Regions from separate parts of the Gossypium hirsutum genome. Here regions 2 and 3 are each linked to region 1. Evidence: chromatin contacts called from public Hi-C data. All regions are on one chromosome and are shown on one strand. The core of a region is the stretch at or near the end of the contact, and the rest is flanking DNA. Distances in the headings are between cores, read along the strand shown. Region 1 holds the start of LOC107886217 (elongation factor Tu, chloroplastic). Region 2 holds the start of LOC107886165 (21 kDa protein). Region 3 holds the start of LOC107886167 (pentatricopeptide repeat-containing protein At5g62370).

Evidence for each region. A called contact is a pair of places that touch in the nucleus more often than the background predicts.
Region 2: a Hi-C map of leaf shows a contact between it and region 1, with 2.3 times the contacts expected there. The contact joins the promoter of LOC107886165 here to the promoter of LOC107886217 in region 1. A contact is called at or near these places in 5 of 34 Hi-C or Micro-C datasets (leaf and petal).
Region 3: a Hi-C map of leaf shows a contact between it and region 1, with 4 times the contacts expected there. The contact joins the promoter of LOC107886167 here to the promoter of LOC107886217 in region 1. A contact is called at or near these places in 7 of 34 Hi-C or Micro-C datasets (anther, callus, leaf and 2 more).

The regions. Positions count from the first base shown.
Region 1 is chrA03:14,093,252-14,095,951 of Gossypium_hirsutum_v2.1, forward strand. It overlaps LOC107886217 (elongation factor Tu, chloroplastic), which reads right to left and starts at 1,349. Exons shown (of 1, transcript XM_016810086.2): 1 at 1-1,349. The coding sequence starts at 1,080.
Region 2 is chrA03:14,420,193-14,422,892 of Gossypium_hirsutum_v2.1, forward strand. It overlaps LOC107886165 (21 kDa protein), which reads left to right and starts at 1,276. Exons shown (of 1, transcript XM_016810013.2): 1 at 1,276-2,401. The coding sequence starts at 1,490. The coding sequence ends at 2,095.
Region 3 is chrA03:14,504,212-14,506,911 of Gossypium_hirsutum_v2.1, forward strand. LOC107886167 (pentatricopeptide repeat-containing protein At5g62370) reads right to left here and starts at 1,389. Exons shown (of 5, transcript XM_016810015.2): 1 at 1-1,389. The coding sequence starts at 1,114.

The sequences.
Region 1 (2,700 bases), core at 99-2,598:
ATTATCACCAGCCATGGCGTCATCTAATGTCTTTTGAAACATTTCCACACCAGTAACTGTGACGTTCCTTGTATCCTTCAATCCAACAATGTCAACAGTCTCTCCAACCTTAACAGTACCTCTCTCGATACGACCAGTGGCAACAGTACCACGACCAGTGATGGAAAACACATCCTCAACAGCTAACAAGAAAGGCAAATCTGTTTGTCTTTGAGGAACAGGAATGTAACTATCAACAGCATCCATAAGTTCATAAATCTTATCCACCCATTGGTTTTCACCTCTAGGAATACTGGGCTTAGCCATCAAAGCTTCTAAAGCTAAAAGTGCGGAGCCAGAAATAATAGGGACATCATCACCGGGAAATTCGTAACTAGAGAGCAATTCACGCACCTCCAATTCCACTAATTGCAAAAGCTCTTCATCATCTACCTGGTCTTGTTTGTTCAAAAACACAACCACGTTAGGGACACCGACCTGTTTAGCCAACAAGATATGTTCTTTAGTCTGAGGCATGGGTCCATCGGCTCCGGAAACAACCAAGATAGCACCGTCCATTTGGGCAGCTCCGGTAATCATGTTTTTGACATAATCAGCGTGCCCTGGGCAGTCGACGTGGGCGTAATGGCGATTTTCGGTTTCGTATTCAACAGTGGCGGTGTTAATGGTGATGCCACGGGCACGCTCTTCAGGGGCGGCATCAATTTCGTCGTACTTTTTTGGGGCACTGTTACCCATGGAAGCTAAGGCCATAGTTAGAGCGGCAGTTAAGGTGGTTTTGCCGTGGTCGACATGGCCGATGGTCCCGATGTTAACGTGGGGCTTTTTGCGTTCGAATTTCCCACGGGCAGCTTTGACGGTGAAAGAATCGCGACGGCGAGGGAATACGTAAGTGGTGGCAACGGTAGTGAGGAAAGGAGGGAGGAAGGAAGAGGAGAGGTGGGTAGGGGTTAGTTTAGAGGGAATTGAGGAGAAAAAGGCAGAGGTGGTGGTTGAGGAGTGAGTTGGGAAAGGGGAGGCGTGTGGGTATCTAAGCTTAGAAGAAGCGGCAGTGGCTGCTGCTGTTGATGAAATTGCCATTTCCTTGTAGAGGAGGGGAGAAGAGAGGAAAGGAGGGTATTGGCCTTTGGCTTTGGAAAATGAAGAAGAGAAGGTAAAAGAGATTTGGGTTTGTGTTATCTTATTCCTCTGTGGCTTTGAGGATGAGGGTTTGTGAAATGGACGGACTAAAAAGAAAGGCTAATATGAGGAGTTGTTTTATCCACTTCTGCTTCCTCTGCCATATCCACTGCTCCCTCGCTCGCTCTCTCGGGGTACTATTGAAATTTCCTCTTCCTATGCTCACTTACTACCCAGCAGGCCCATCATCCCATCCCCACAAATCACTATTACTTCTTTAGGCCTAAAAATTGGGCTTCCTATCTTGAAGTTCTATACTACTATATTTCAATAAGTTTACAGGTTTTTTTTTTAAATAAAAAAATGTATTAATTTTTATTAAATGTAAGTATATATAAAATTATCAGAAAACTGTATGAAATTCAAGTATTAAACCTAAATAATAGTGCTTATTCCACTTTCAAATGTTCATATTTGGTTAAATTACCTCTATAAATTTTAAAAAATAAAATTATACATAAATTTTAATTTAGTGCGATTATATATGTGAAACTTTGAATGTGGTTCAAATATATAAATAAAATTTTCATTTTGATTCAATTATACACATTTAAATAAATAAATACATTAAAGTATTTTAATATTGGATAAATATAATTATTTGTGTATGCTATATATAAACATAATATGATGTTTTACCAATAATTATATTAATAATTTATAAGAATTAAATTAAATTAAAATATTATATATAAAATTACATAAAATTAAAATTTATATAAAATTATATATTAAACTAAAATTTACTTATAATTTTGAGATTTAATCCAATTATTTAAACCAAATGCTAGAGAACATTAAATTACTGACTCCTAACTCTAAGGCCCTTCAATACAAGGACCCGTCAAATAGTTCAAAGGAGTGTGTTTTCCTTGAAGGTTTAGGGTTGGGGTAATGCTTAGAACAGGGCTAGGAATATGGTCTTTTTGACCAAACAAATATTATGGTTTAGATTGACTGAGGACATGAAAGATCCATGATAAGACAACCCACCCAAACCTACAAAGACAACCCCAGCCCTTATCGTGCCACGTCTCTGATTCAGGTTCTCAACTTTCCCCTAAAACTTCAGTGGTCTACAAATCCCCCCTTTCTTTATCTCCAATAAATAGTAGATCTATTTTACAAAAAATTAAATAAAATAGTGGATAATATTCTAAAAAAGTAAATAAATAAACGGTAGATAAAACGGGGTATGAGCAAAATTTTATTAATATAAATATAAAAATATGGAAAGAAATTCAATTAAATTAGTGCAAAATTTAAGTGATTTTATGTATTTTTTAAATTTTTATATTATTAATATTTTATCAATTCAGTCCTTGAATTTGACAATATGTTTGTATTGGTCATGCATGTAAAATTTTGAATCAATTTAATATTTCTATTATATCAATTTAAAATGATGTTTATATTAATATATATTTAATTGTTGGAGACAAACCTAGTTTAAGCAATGAACAAGTAAAATAATGAAGAAATTAAAAAGATCAAACACAAATATTTTACGTAGAAAAAAAA
Region 2 (2,700 bases), core at 26-2,525, 330 kb after region 1:
ATAGTAAATTCAGATATTTAACATAATAGAATATTGATTTAAGGCTTTAAAAAGTGTTTAATTTTTTTAAAAAAGTAATTAAGTCTATTTTTTTGTTTTTTATTTTTTTGCACACAATGTATATTTGATCTTTCAAAATGCATAAAAAATACCTTCAAACTTTTTTAAGAAAAGCAATTAAGCTCCTAAATTTTTTCACCCAATTGGGTACTTGAACTGTTAAATGCTTCAAAAATACCATTTAACCATTAACTTTAACAGTTGATCGTTAAATTTAATTACCCCTGATCTTTTTTAGTCAAAGCCACTTGTGTAACAACCATGGCGTGGCATGTGACAAAAAAATTATAAAAAATAAAAATCAAAAAAATTTATAAAATATTTAATTTTAATAAAAATATTTAGAATTTATTAAAAATTAGGATTGTTTTATAAATACCATAAAAATTATAAAATGCATAAAAAAGACTTTTAACTATTAACTTTAACCGTTAAAGATAACAGCTTCTTGTTTTTTTTAATTAAAGTTATCATATATCGCAACACGGCATGACATGCTTTTTTAGTACAGTAATTTTTATAAGTCTTTTTCCAATTTTATATTTCTTTATTTTTTTATAATTTTATTATGACTTTATAAAATTTTATAATTTTTTTTCTATATTTCTATATATTTTACAATTTTTACAACTTTTATAAAATTTTAAAATTCTTTATAAATTCTTTTACGATTTTATAATTATTCTAATTATTCTAATTTTTAAATATTTTAATTAAAATTTAATATTTTTATAAACTTTCATTGATTTTTATTTTTATCATTTTTGTTACATGTCCTATTGAGGTTGTGACATGTGGTGACTTTATCTGAAAAAATTAGGAGTAGTTAAAATACCCAATTGAGTGAAAAAAGGACTTAATTATTTTTTTAAAAAAGTTTGAAAGTTTTTTTTTATGTATTTTAAAAATTTAAGTACCTAATTGAATGTAAAATAAAAAAAGTAGGGACTTATTTATTTTTTTAAAAAGTTTAAATTTTTTATATATTTTAAAAGTTTAAATATTCAAATACAAGTGTAAAAGAAAAAAAACAAAGCTTAATGATTTAGTTTTTTGAAAAAGTATACAAGGAAATTTGATAAATTTAAAAAATCCAACCGCAGCCGACAGAATTTTGTCATGTTTGTTTTAAAATATCTAGCTAAAAGACAAAGGGCCATATCGTATCAATTTTATTGTTTTCAACTGTAACCCGATTTGTGTTACCTCGTGAACACAACTTGTCCCTAATTATTCCAATGAGGCTTGGCCCTTAAAGCCTAGTTAGGACCAATTACATCACGTATGCGAGAATTACGCACATGCACATGCGGTAACATTTTCCCTATAAATTGCTGGCCTTTGCCTCCACCATTTTCATCATTCCAGTTGCTCTCATTTTTCTTTGGAAACAAAAAACAAAAAATAGAAAAAATAAAGAGCAAGAGATATGGCAAGCACATTCTCTTATAATTCTTTTGGATTCCTTCTCATTCTTGTCGCCTTTAGTTCCTTGATAAATATAAGTTCAGCTGGTAGGCAAATTGCCCCTAAAACTAGCATTGAGTTTATCAGAACATCTTGTAGTTCAACGACTTACCCTAAACTTTGTTACGAATCTCTCTTAACACAGGCTAGCATGATCCAAACAAGCCCCCAACTCATCGCCCATGCAGCCCTAAACGTGACCCTTTCAACCGCCAAGTCAACCTCGGCCATGATGGTGAAGCTTGCCAAAAGCCAAGGATTGAAGCCTACAGAGGTGGGCGCCATGCAAGATTGCGTGGAGGAATTGGAGGACACGATAGATGAGCTGAGAAAGTCAATCAGCGAGATGGGTCAGATTAAAGGCTCCAATTTTGGACTAATGATTAACGATATACAGACATGGGTTAGCGCTGCTTTGACGGATGAGAACACCTGCGCCGACGGGTTTGGAGGGAAAAACATGAACGGCAGTATAAAGACTGCTGTGAGATCCAAGATTGTCACAATCGCTCATTTGACAAGTAATGCCTTGGCTTTGGTCAACAGCTATGCTTCATTTCATGGTTAGCTATTTAATCAACTGTACAGGGAAATTTAGTCATTATTTACGGTAGCAATTGTATTTATGGATTTTTAGAAACTACTTCTGTTTTCCTGGTAAATGTAAAATATATATGTGGTCCAAAGAAGGGAATGGAGATGTGTGTGTGTGTGTGTGTGATCTTGGTGTCTTAATGAAAATGAACGGAGTGATCTATATTATGTGCACACGTTGTATCTGTACAATAAATTGCTTTTTGTGAACATAGTAAAAGTAAAGTTGATGAAGCCTCTGTTGCAGCATACAAGCAGAGGTTTTAGTTTGTTGCAAGTACATCTGGTCTTGATTTTGTATAGACATAGTAGTATTATTTTGATCTCATATTTTTGTAACTCATTTAAGACTACTTAATAACTTTACTAAATGCAAATTTTGTTTCAAACGTCAAGATTAATTTGGTATTCAAAAATATCTTGTACTTGAAATTACGAGTATTTTCGATATTAATATATTCGAGCACTCAACTTCCACTTCAAATTCTGGGCCCTTGGTCCCTACCCAATGATGATTGCCTACCCCGTACTTAGTTGCATACTTTCTTGGTTTAATTATTAGAATAAATATCTATCATT
Region 3 (2,700 bases), core at 139-2,638, 410 kb after region 1:
CTAAATTCTTGCTAATCATGTTATTCAGAAGCATAGAAGCACAATCCACCTTCCCTTCCCTGCAATAATTACTTATCATAACGTGAAAAGTGACCACACTTGGCTGCAGTCCCTGTCCCATCATCTGGTTGAATAACACCCAACCGTAATCAAACAAACCCATCTTAACAAACCCATGGATCAATGTGTTATAAGTATAACTATCCGGCCTACAACCTGTCTTGAGCATCCTATAGTAAACTCTCAGGGCCATTTTCATCTTCGTACCCTTACAGTATACATTTATCAATGAAGTGTACATCGTCTTGTCCACAAAGAAACCCTGCGACTCTATTTTTCCAAACAAAGACTCAGCCTCCACAACCCACCCTTGTCTGCAAAGACCATAAAACAAAGACTTGTACAAATGAAGCGTAGGTAACGATTCTGTTCTTTCAGGCATTAAATCAAACATTTGAATCGCTTCTTCCAAATACCCTTTCTGACATAGTCCATCAATCAACACATTATAATACCAGCAACCCAAATTAACATTAATATTAATCATTTTAATAAAGTAATCAAATGCATCCAAAAATCTTTCTTGCGAGCATAGCAGCCTAACGAGAGCATTAAAGGCAGGCTTTTCACAAGAATTGTCCGTTACAAGCCGATCAAAAAGAATTGTAGCTTCCTCTAACTTCCCTAACTTACACAAACAAATGACTATAGAATTAGCAATAGAGGAGTCGGGAATAATACCTCTACCAATAATATAATCTGAGTAAAAAGAGTAGGCCAACAGGAGATGCCCTGATTGCACAAGCTTCTTAATGAGAACAGCGTATGTGGATAAATCAAGGTCCAAGCCACGGGAAGTGACGAAATCAACGGTTGATAATGCATCAGAGACAGGAGAAGAGTTAGAAACGACGCGCTGAAAGAGTTTCCGAGCAGAGGATAGTAAGCCACGATTAATGAGTTGCTCAGAGAAGGAGAGGCAAAGGGAAAAATGGTCGGCGGGGATGGATGAAATGGTGGCGTAGGAGGGGTCTAATGGAAGAGCAGCTGAGGTTGTTACTGCTCTTCTGGTTTTGAAGAAGAGGGGACGTGAAAGAACTCTCTTATTCGTCATGTTTAGAAACGGTGTATGCGAGTTTTGTTTAAAGCACTAGTAAGAAGAAGGAACAAGTAGGCATAACAGAAACTTTTGGAAGACAAAAATGTCCCGTTTTCTTAGTATGATTGGCCCAAAGAAACTGCAGAAAGAAATAGGAAGAAGTTGAAGTAGAGCGCTGAGGCCGAACGAACAAAAAGCGCTTCGGCTCCGGTTGTGTTAGTTTAAAACCCTGGGCTCGTTACTCGCAGGGTTTTTCTGCTACTACACCCTGCCCTTTTTCCATTGAGAGTGGGCTATTAAATCGGCTTTTTGGGCTTAAAATCTGATTTTGGAGTTGATAAAAACATATATTTTAGATTTTTAGTTTTTTTTATGAATATAATTTTTAAACTAAATTGAATTTTGATTTTAGTATTAAATTGGATCTTCAATAATTAATGTGGGACTAATCTTGTAACTAGCCCTTAGATAACTTGGTTAACAAAAAGATGGTGGGGTGAATTTGGTGCTGTTGTGTTTAACTATATTATGATTTTTTTTATTCTATTATGATTCTTATTAGAGATATTTTTGGATAATTAGAGTTTTACTTAATAGATTTTATTTAACATAGATTAATTAAATTTATGAAGATAATAATTTACACTTCTAGATTGAATTAAATTACTGGTGTAGAAGAGGAGTCCCCTTGCATCATAGGTCCTCAATCACTAAATCTTCTTTTCTTTCCTTAGCCGTACAAATTCCTCTACTATTTGCTACTATCTTCACCGATTGAGCGTGGGTTTGGATGAACGGTGGGTTTAGTGCAGTGCATTTAGTTTATTTTCTGTCTCACGCTACAGTGTTTATTCTCACCACCACAACTATTTTTACACTAATTGTAAGTAAACGCACCGCCCATCCAAATTCACCCCGAGCGTTGTTGTAATGGTTGAAAGTGGCTATCGTTGATCTGGACAAAATTGTTGTTAATTGGTTTTAAAAGAATTTTTACCTTCCTAATTCAATGTCCAAATTAATGTTAAATAAAACATATTAATAACAATATTTAAGTGAGTAAAGCAAAAAAGAAGACACATGAGATTTGTTAATGTAGTTTGAATGACAATCTTACTCCACAAAATTTTATTCAATGAATGATTTATTCAAACAATGGATTCAAAATTCTATTTGCTAAAGCTCAATCTATACTTATAATGTGAAGCAATTGCAACCCAACAGAGATCCCAATTATTACAACCAATCATGTCAAAAAACCTAAACTCTAGAAAACCTAAAAAAGAAAGAAAACGAAACTATATCTAAAACGAGAAGCTAGGTTAATGGAAAGGTGTCTATAACATGTGCCAAATGAGCTTATTTATAGCCTTCAGGTTTTCGTCGTCCTTAACCCTAGGTTAGCTGATATTCTCGAGCTTTCAGTTTGGTTGTGCAGACCAAAGTGACCCTGCTTCGTGTTTAATTTTCGTCTAAGAGTCGATGTCGCGACAAACCAGGACCTATGTCGTGACATAGCAACTAGTATGCTCCTGTGTAGCCATCTTCAGGGGTATGTCGCGACACCCTCAGTCTATGTCGCGACATCGAAGAAAGACTTC